Regions from separate parts of the Mus musculus genome. Here region 2 is linked to region 1. The links are chromatin contacts, called in public HiChIP or PLAC-seq maps. All regions are on one chromosome and are shown on one strand. Each heading gives the region's core, a stretch centred on a gene start, on an enhancer-like site or on the middle of the called end of the contact. The rest is flanking DNA. Distances are from core to core; before and after follow the strand shown. Region 1 overlaps Asap3 (ArfGAP with SH3 domain, ankyrin repeat and PH domain 3). Region 2 holds the start of Hnrnpr (heterogeneous nuclear ribonucleoprotein R).

Evidence for each region. HiChIP or PLAC-seq counts read pairs in DNA pulled down with a chosen protein or histone mark.
Region 2: a contact with region 1 is called in an H3K4me3 HiChIP or PLAC-seq map of embryonic stem cells, with 37 read pairs. The contact joins the promoter of Hnrnpr here to the enhancer-like site in region 1. A contact is called at or near these places in 18 of 39 promoter capture datasets (the 3T3-L1 cell line, 3T3-L1-derived adipocytes, the C10 cell line and 10 more), 11 of 115 datasets of contacts at active chromatin or transcription factors (the SCID.adh cell line, craniofacial prominence, embryonic stem cells and 6 more) and 2 of 9 other capture datasets (adipose tissue and liver).

What each region holds. Positions count from the first base shown.
Region 1 is chr4:136,223,931-136,226,630 of GRCm38.p6, forward strand. The region is part of intron 1 of Asap3 (ArfGAP with SH3 domain, ankyrin repeat and PH domain 3); the gene reads left to right. Among named protein-coding and RNA genes, the nearest start is that of Asap3, 19 kb to the left of the region's middle. Within about 2 kb of position 1,346, at least 53 of the 459 cell types and tissues checked have an H3K27ac peak or open chromatin away from gene starts, as enhancers often do. A contact at or near this core is called in embryonic stem cells and oligodendrocyte precursor cells, where this site is marked.
Region 2 is chr4:136,309,561-136,312,260 of GRCm38.p6, forward strand. Hnrnpr (heterogeneous nuclear ribonucleoprotein R) reads left to right here and starts at 1,382. Exons shown (of 11, transcript NM_001277121.1): 1 at 1,382-1,529.

The sequences.
Region 1 (2,700 bases), core at 96-2,595:
ACTGGAGATTCAAAAATGGTGTCTGGGCCTGGTATTATACTGGTCCAAAGGAGTGAAATTTAATCTACAGCTCCCAGGGCTTTCTGTCCCTTTGCTCGGTTGCCATGGTAACCACAGCTGGCACCGCAGAGCCACAGGGATGAAGAATGGGTGCTATTGATGCATCCTGACCCAAGGAGAGGTGCAGGCAGAAGACCTTTCTAGGCAGGGCATCTGGGCATGGTCTGGTGCTGCCATCTGTGGTCTTTTGCACAGGCAGAAAGCACAGGCTGAGAGCCAGAGTGGTGGAGAGTTTGTGTGTGTGTGTGTGTGTGTGTGTGTGTGTGTGTGTGTGTGTGTGTGTCTCGGGTGGGGGAGGGGCACAAAGGACAATACCAGTAGTTGGAATTCAGCCCTTTTCTTGGGCTGGACAGGCCAGGCTGCCTGAAGGACTCCATTGGGCTTCCAAGTTCAAACATCTCTTTTGTGCTGTGTTTCACGCATCTTGGTCCCGTGCCTATGGAGGTTTCTGCATAGAGGCACTGGCTCTTAGTGTTGAGAGAAATCTAGGTGGCCACCAGTCCTTCCATCTCACGCATTTATTTATTTGTCTGTCTGTCTGTTTCAGTGTACCCGTGAGTGTGTGTGCATCTTTTCGAGTGTACATATCAAAGCAGGAGTGTAGAGGTCAGAGGTCAGCTGCAGGGCGTCAGTTTTCCCCCCTCTCACCTTGTAGAATCCAGGGGTCTGACTCAGCTCATCAGGCCCTGTGCACGAGCATTCTTACCTGCTGAGCCATTTTTCCAGCCTTCGCCTCCCTGTTCTGACGTAGAATCCAGGGCCTCAGTCTCTGCAGCACTGGAGTCCCTATGTCAAGTGGCAGAGAGCTCACGCCCTAGAGAGGAAACTTGGGAACGTCCTGTTTGGGCTGAAGTCTGTGTCTCGCTGACTTCCACCTCTCTGGGATCATCCAGTCCACTTCTAATTCTCCCTTGTGCAGAACAGGCTCGAGGGTGTCAGGCATTGGGAACCGAGGACTGCTATCAACTTCCCTTTCTTGAGACAAGTTCCCTCTTTCCTTCCCGGTTCCTCGCCTACTTTCTAGGAGACAGTGAGAGAATTTGTACAGATGTTGGAGTTGAGGATTTTGGGCTACGAATCAAAGCCGTGCTCAATACTCTGGGTCTGCTTGCTGTGGGCAGAATGTGGACCCTGGATATAGCCTCCTATCCTGGGTTAAGTTCTGACTCTGACCCTGTTTATGACTGAATAATCTGGACATTTTCCTTGTAACGTAGTCACTGCGATGTCCTCCTTCCTGTGTGTGTGGCCGGGAGCGCTGAGTCCTCTGGGCACAGAGCATGCGCAGCGTGACAGACGCTGGAGCCCAGAACCTATGAGCATGCGCAGCGTGATGCTGGAGCCCAGAACCTATGCTCCTGGTTCGCCGTTGTCCTTACAGTGTCCTGGAAACTCCTCTGCCTTTCCCCAGACACCTTCTCTTCCCAGGCTCCTCTCAGAAATCCTCCCTTAATACTTTTCTTTTTCTATTTTTTTAAAATTGATTTTTGTTTGTTTGTTTTTGAGACAGGGTTTCTCTGCTGTCCTAGAACTCACTCCATAGAACAGGCTGGCCTCGAACTCAGAAATCTGCCTGCCTCTGCCTTAAAGGCATGCGCCACCACTGCCCAGCTTTTTTTTTTTTTAAGATTTATTTATTTTTATCTATATGAGTACACAGTAGCTGTCTTCAGACACACCAGAAGAGGGCATGGGATCCCATTACAGATGGTTGTGAGCCACCATGTGGTTGCTGGGAAGTGAACTCGGGACCTCTGGAAGAGCAGTCGGTGCTCTTAACCACTGAGCCATCTCACCAGCCCTAAAATTGGTTTTTCAAGAGAGAGTTTCTCTGTGTAGCCCTGGCTGTCCTGGAACTCACTCTGTAGGCCAGTCTGGCCTCGAACTCAGAAATCCTCCTGACTCTGCCTCCCAAGTACTGGGATTAAAGGTGTGCATCACTATTCCCATCCCAAGATTTTGTTTGATTTTTATTTATGGGTATGTGGATTGTATGCATTGGCCACACTGTGTAGGCACCTGGGGAAGCCAGAGGAGAGCATTAGATCGCCTGGAGCTGGGCTGACAGCTGGTTGGGAGCCTTCTAGTGTGGATGTTGAGAGTTGGATTTGGGTCCTGTGTAAGAGAACCAGGAGCCATCTCTCCAGGCCCAGAGAGGACTAATTTGCTGCATGCTGAGGAATAAATAGTAGGAGACTATTCAGTCTTTGTTTCCTGTAGTCAAACCATTGTGTTTCTGAAAGAGCAGAAAACTTTGTACATACAGTAAAGATCCCTGCATTCCCTAATGTGCAAGAGTCTCAAGGGTGCACCATGGTGTCTCGGGCTGCTTCTGTTGACTCTGTGTGGTGAGACAGCACCATGTAAGGTGCTCATGTAGTAGTATGTTTAGAACCAAGGCTGCAATGAAGTTGCTTCATAGAGCATGGATGAACCCTCCTAGAAATGCCTCAGATTTGGGAGCTGGAGAGATGGCTCAGTGGTTAAGAGCGCCGACTGCTCTTCCGGAGGTCCCGAGTTCAAATCCCAGCAACCACATGGTGGCGCACAACCACCCATAACGAAATCTGATGCCCTCTTCTGGTGTGTCTGAAGACAGCTACAGTGTATTCACATATATTAAATAAATGGATAAATCTT
Region 2 (2,700 bases), core at 132-2,631, 86 kb after region 1:
GGGGTTTCGAGACAGGGTTTCTCTGTATAGCCCTGGCTGTCCTGGAACTCACTCTGTAGACCAGGCTGGCCTGGAACTCAGAAATCCGCCTGACTGCCTCCCGAGTGCTGGGATTAAAGGCATGCGCCACCACTGCCGGGCCACAGTCAGGATTTTAAACTTGCATTTGAGCCGTCTCTCCAGCCCCTAGGACAGGCTTTACAATTTACAGTTCTGGAAGCAGGGAAGTCCAACATTGAGAGCACGCGGGGATAAGGGCCGTCTCCCTACGCTGGAAGCGCAAAAGATGCAGAGAAGATCTAGAGTCAGGCATCAAACTCACAGCCTGGAGGCCTATCAGTCGGCTTTAATGCTTTGAGGGTGGAGTCCTAGTGCCCGAAACACCTCCCACTACCGGCCCCACCTCCCAGCACTACTACATTGGCCATCAAGTTCGTATCAAGTGCACTTTTGCACATGTCCGTTCAAAAACGCATGGGTAGACTAACAATAAACTTTGGTTTATAGGATTTGAGAAACATGATCTCCAGATATGTTTGGAAGCAGATCCCTTGACCTTCTTCACTGAGGTAGTGTTGGGACAGGAGTGACAGGTGAGAGGTTTATGAATAACAGGTATTAGTTTCTTGGAAATGAACCCTTTGCCCGCTTGCCTGGCTTTCAGTCGTTGATCCAGTGACCCTACCTACTCTAGTCTCCAAACTCCGAAGGGTCCCTGCTTTCTGTTAGCGTCACTCTTGAGTCAGATCCACGTTATTCTGTGAGGAGAAGAGCCAAGGAGGGAAACAGGCAGTTTCTCCAGTCATTCTAAGGGATGCTTTTCTACAGAGAAATCTCCAGCGACACGAGTCAAGTCACCCTGAAGTTGTGTTTTGACTAGAGCCAAGATGATCTATTGATGGAGCCCAGCGTGTGGCGAATGGGGTGTGCTCGGGACCTAACGCTCAGAACGGCGGGAGGGAGGATTGGAGATAAGGGACTCCGGCGCGGGGTAGCAGCGCCATTGCGGAGCGTGGCCGCCGGGACCCGAGGGGGCGGGGCTCCGGAGGTGGCCACGCGGCGGGAGGCCTAGATTTTTCAACCTCTTAACGGTGGTAGAAGAAGAGGGAGGAGCTTCGGCCACGCAAGGCCCGCTGCCCCGCAGCCTCGCCACTACCAGGGGCTCCCACCAACAGACCCCTTTGTGTGCATGCCCCCGCCCCGGAGGCGCCGCAGCCAGTGGCGCTGAGACCCCTCATTGGCTCAGCCCGACGGCCACACCGATTGGTCCTCGGAGTCCCCGACGTGAGGGCCGCTTTCCCCTCTCTCTTATTGGCCCGTCAAGCTGCCCGTCATACGGTCTCGTGGGCCGATTGGTCGGCCGCACGGAGTCCCTGGAAGCAGTTCCGGGAAACCCCGCGTGCTGCCGGGATCGCGTCTCGGTCCATGCGAGGGGGGGAGGGGGTGGCGCGCGCGCCATTTCTTGTCGTTTTCAAAGCGCCTCGCGCTGCTTCTCACGGGCCAGGCCGCCAGCCCCCAGCTCTGCCCTGGTGAGTCTCGCGCTGGCCCGTGGGGGGGAGGGGCCGGGAGTCCCGGTCTGACCGGACTCGGCCGGGTCCAGGCTCGGCGCCCTGGCCTGCAGTTTGGGTCTTTGCTCCGAGGCCCCAGGGTGGGGGTGGGGATGGGCCGGGGGCGGCTTCTGCTCCGGCCCGCCGCGCAGCCGCGGGCCTGAGTCCCGCCGCGGCGCCTCCTCTCTCTGTCGCTCATCCTTCTCAGCCCCTCCGGTGCCCCGGTCCCTCGGTCCGCTGTCCTCCGTGCGGCCTGCCGGTCTCGCGGTGCTTTTTCCCGCCTCCGCCCGCCGCTGTCCGCGGCCCCGGTCCGGGCGAAGGGTTTCAGGCGTTTCCCCCTGACCCCGGTGCTTGCCCCCGAGGCCTGCGGTCAGGCCTGGCCCGCCTCTCGCCCGGCGGCCTGTGGGATGTGTTGATAACCGGGTCGCGCCCGAGGGGGTGGGGTGAGCCGAGGGCGGGGTGCAAGTCCCAGGGTTACCTGAGCCGGGAGCAAACTTTTACGGGAGTCGGAGCCGAGGGGCCGAGGTATGGGGGGTGCCTCCCGCCCGATCCCCAACCTGCATGCTTCGAGCCGGGATTTGAAGGAAAAAATGACTACTAAGAGGCCGTGACACTTGGTTTCGAGCGGCGCCTGAGCTAGGTAATTCTGAGAATGTCATAGGCGCTCCAGTTTGGAAAAGCGCTTCTTTTTCTTACACGGTAGTAGCCATGTGGCCAGAATTTTAAGACGAAAGCCCAGGGGTTCTTGAAAGGTTCAGTCCTTTCTCGTTACCTGTTTGGGATTTTTCCCCCCCTTGCCCTTTAAAAGCAGAATGTGTCAGGAGTCAGTCGTAGTGATTAAAGGCTTGATACTCCCGAGCTGTGAGATAACCGTTAGCTTTCCTTGGTTCTTTTAAAAGCCCGTCTCTCAACATTTTGCTTAGAGATGTTCGCCACAAGTCAGGGAGAAGCTAGTACTGACTTCCCGAGTCTCCCAGCGGTCCTTATAAATCTTATTTAAATGACTTTATTTTGTAATTTTCTTTTTTTTGCAAAAATGTTTGTGTCAAAGGGTTCCAGTCACGTTAGAATATTTGCTGCATCCAGAAATATGGTTTGGCTGTGTGGCATTGTTGTTGAATCCCCCCTCTTGATCCGAAGGATTTATTTCCTA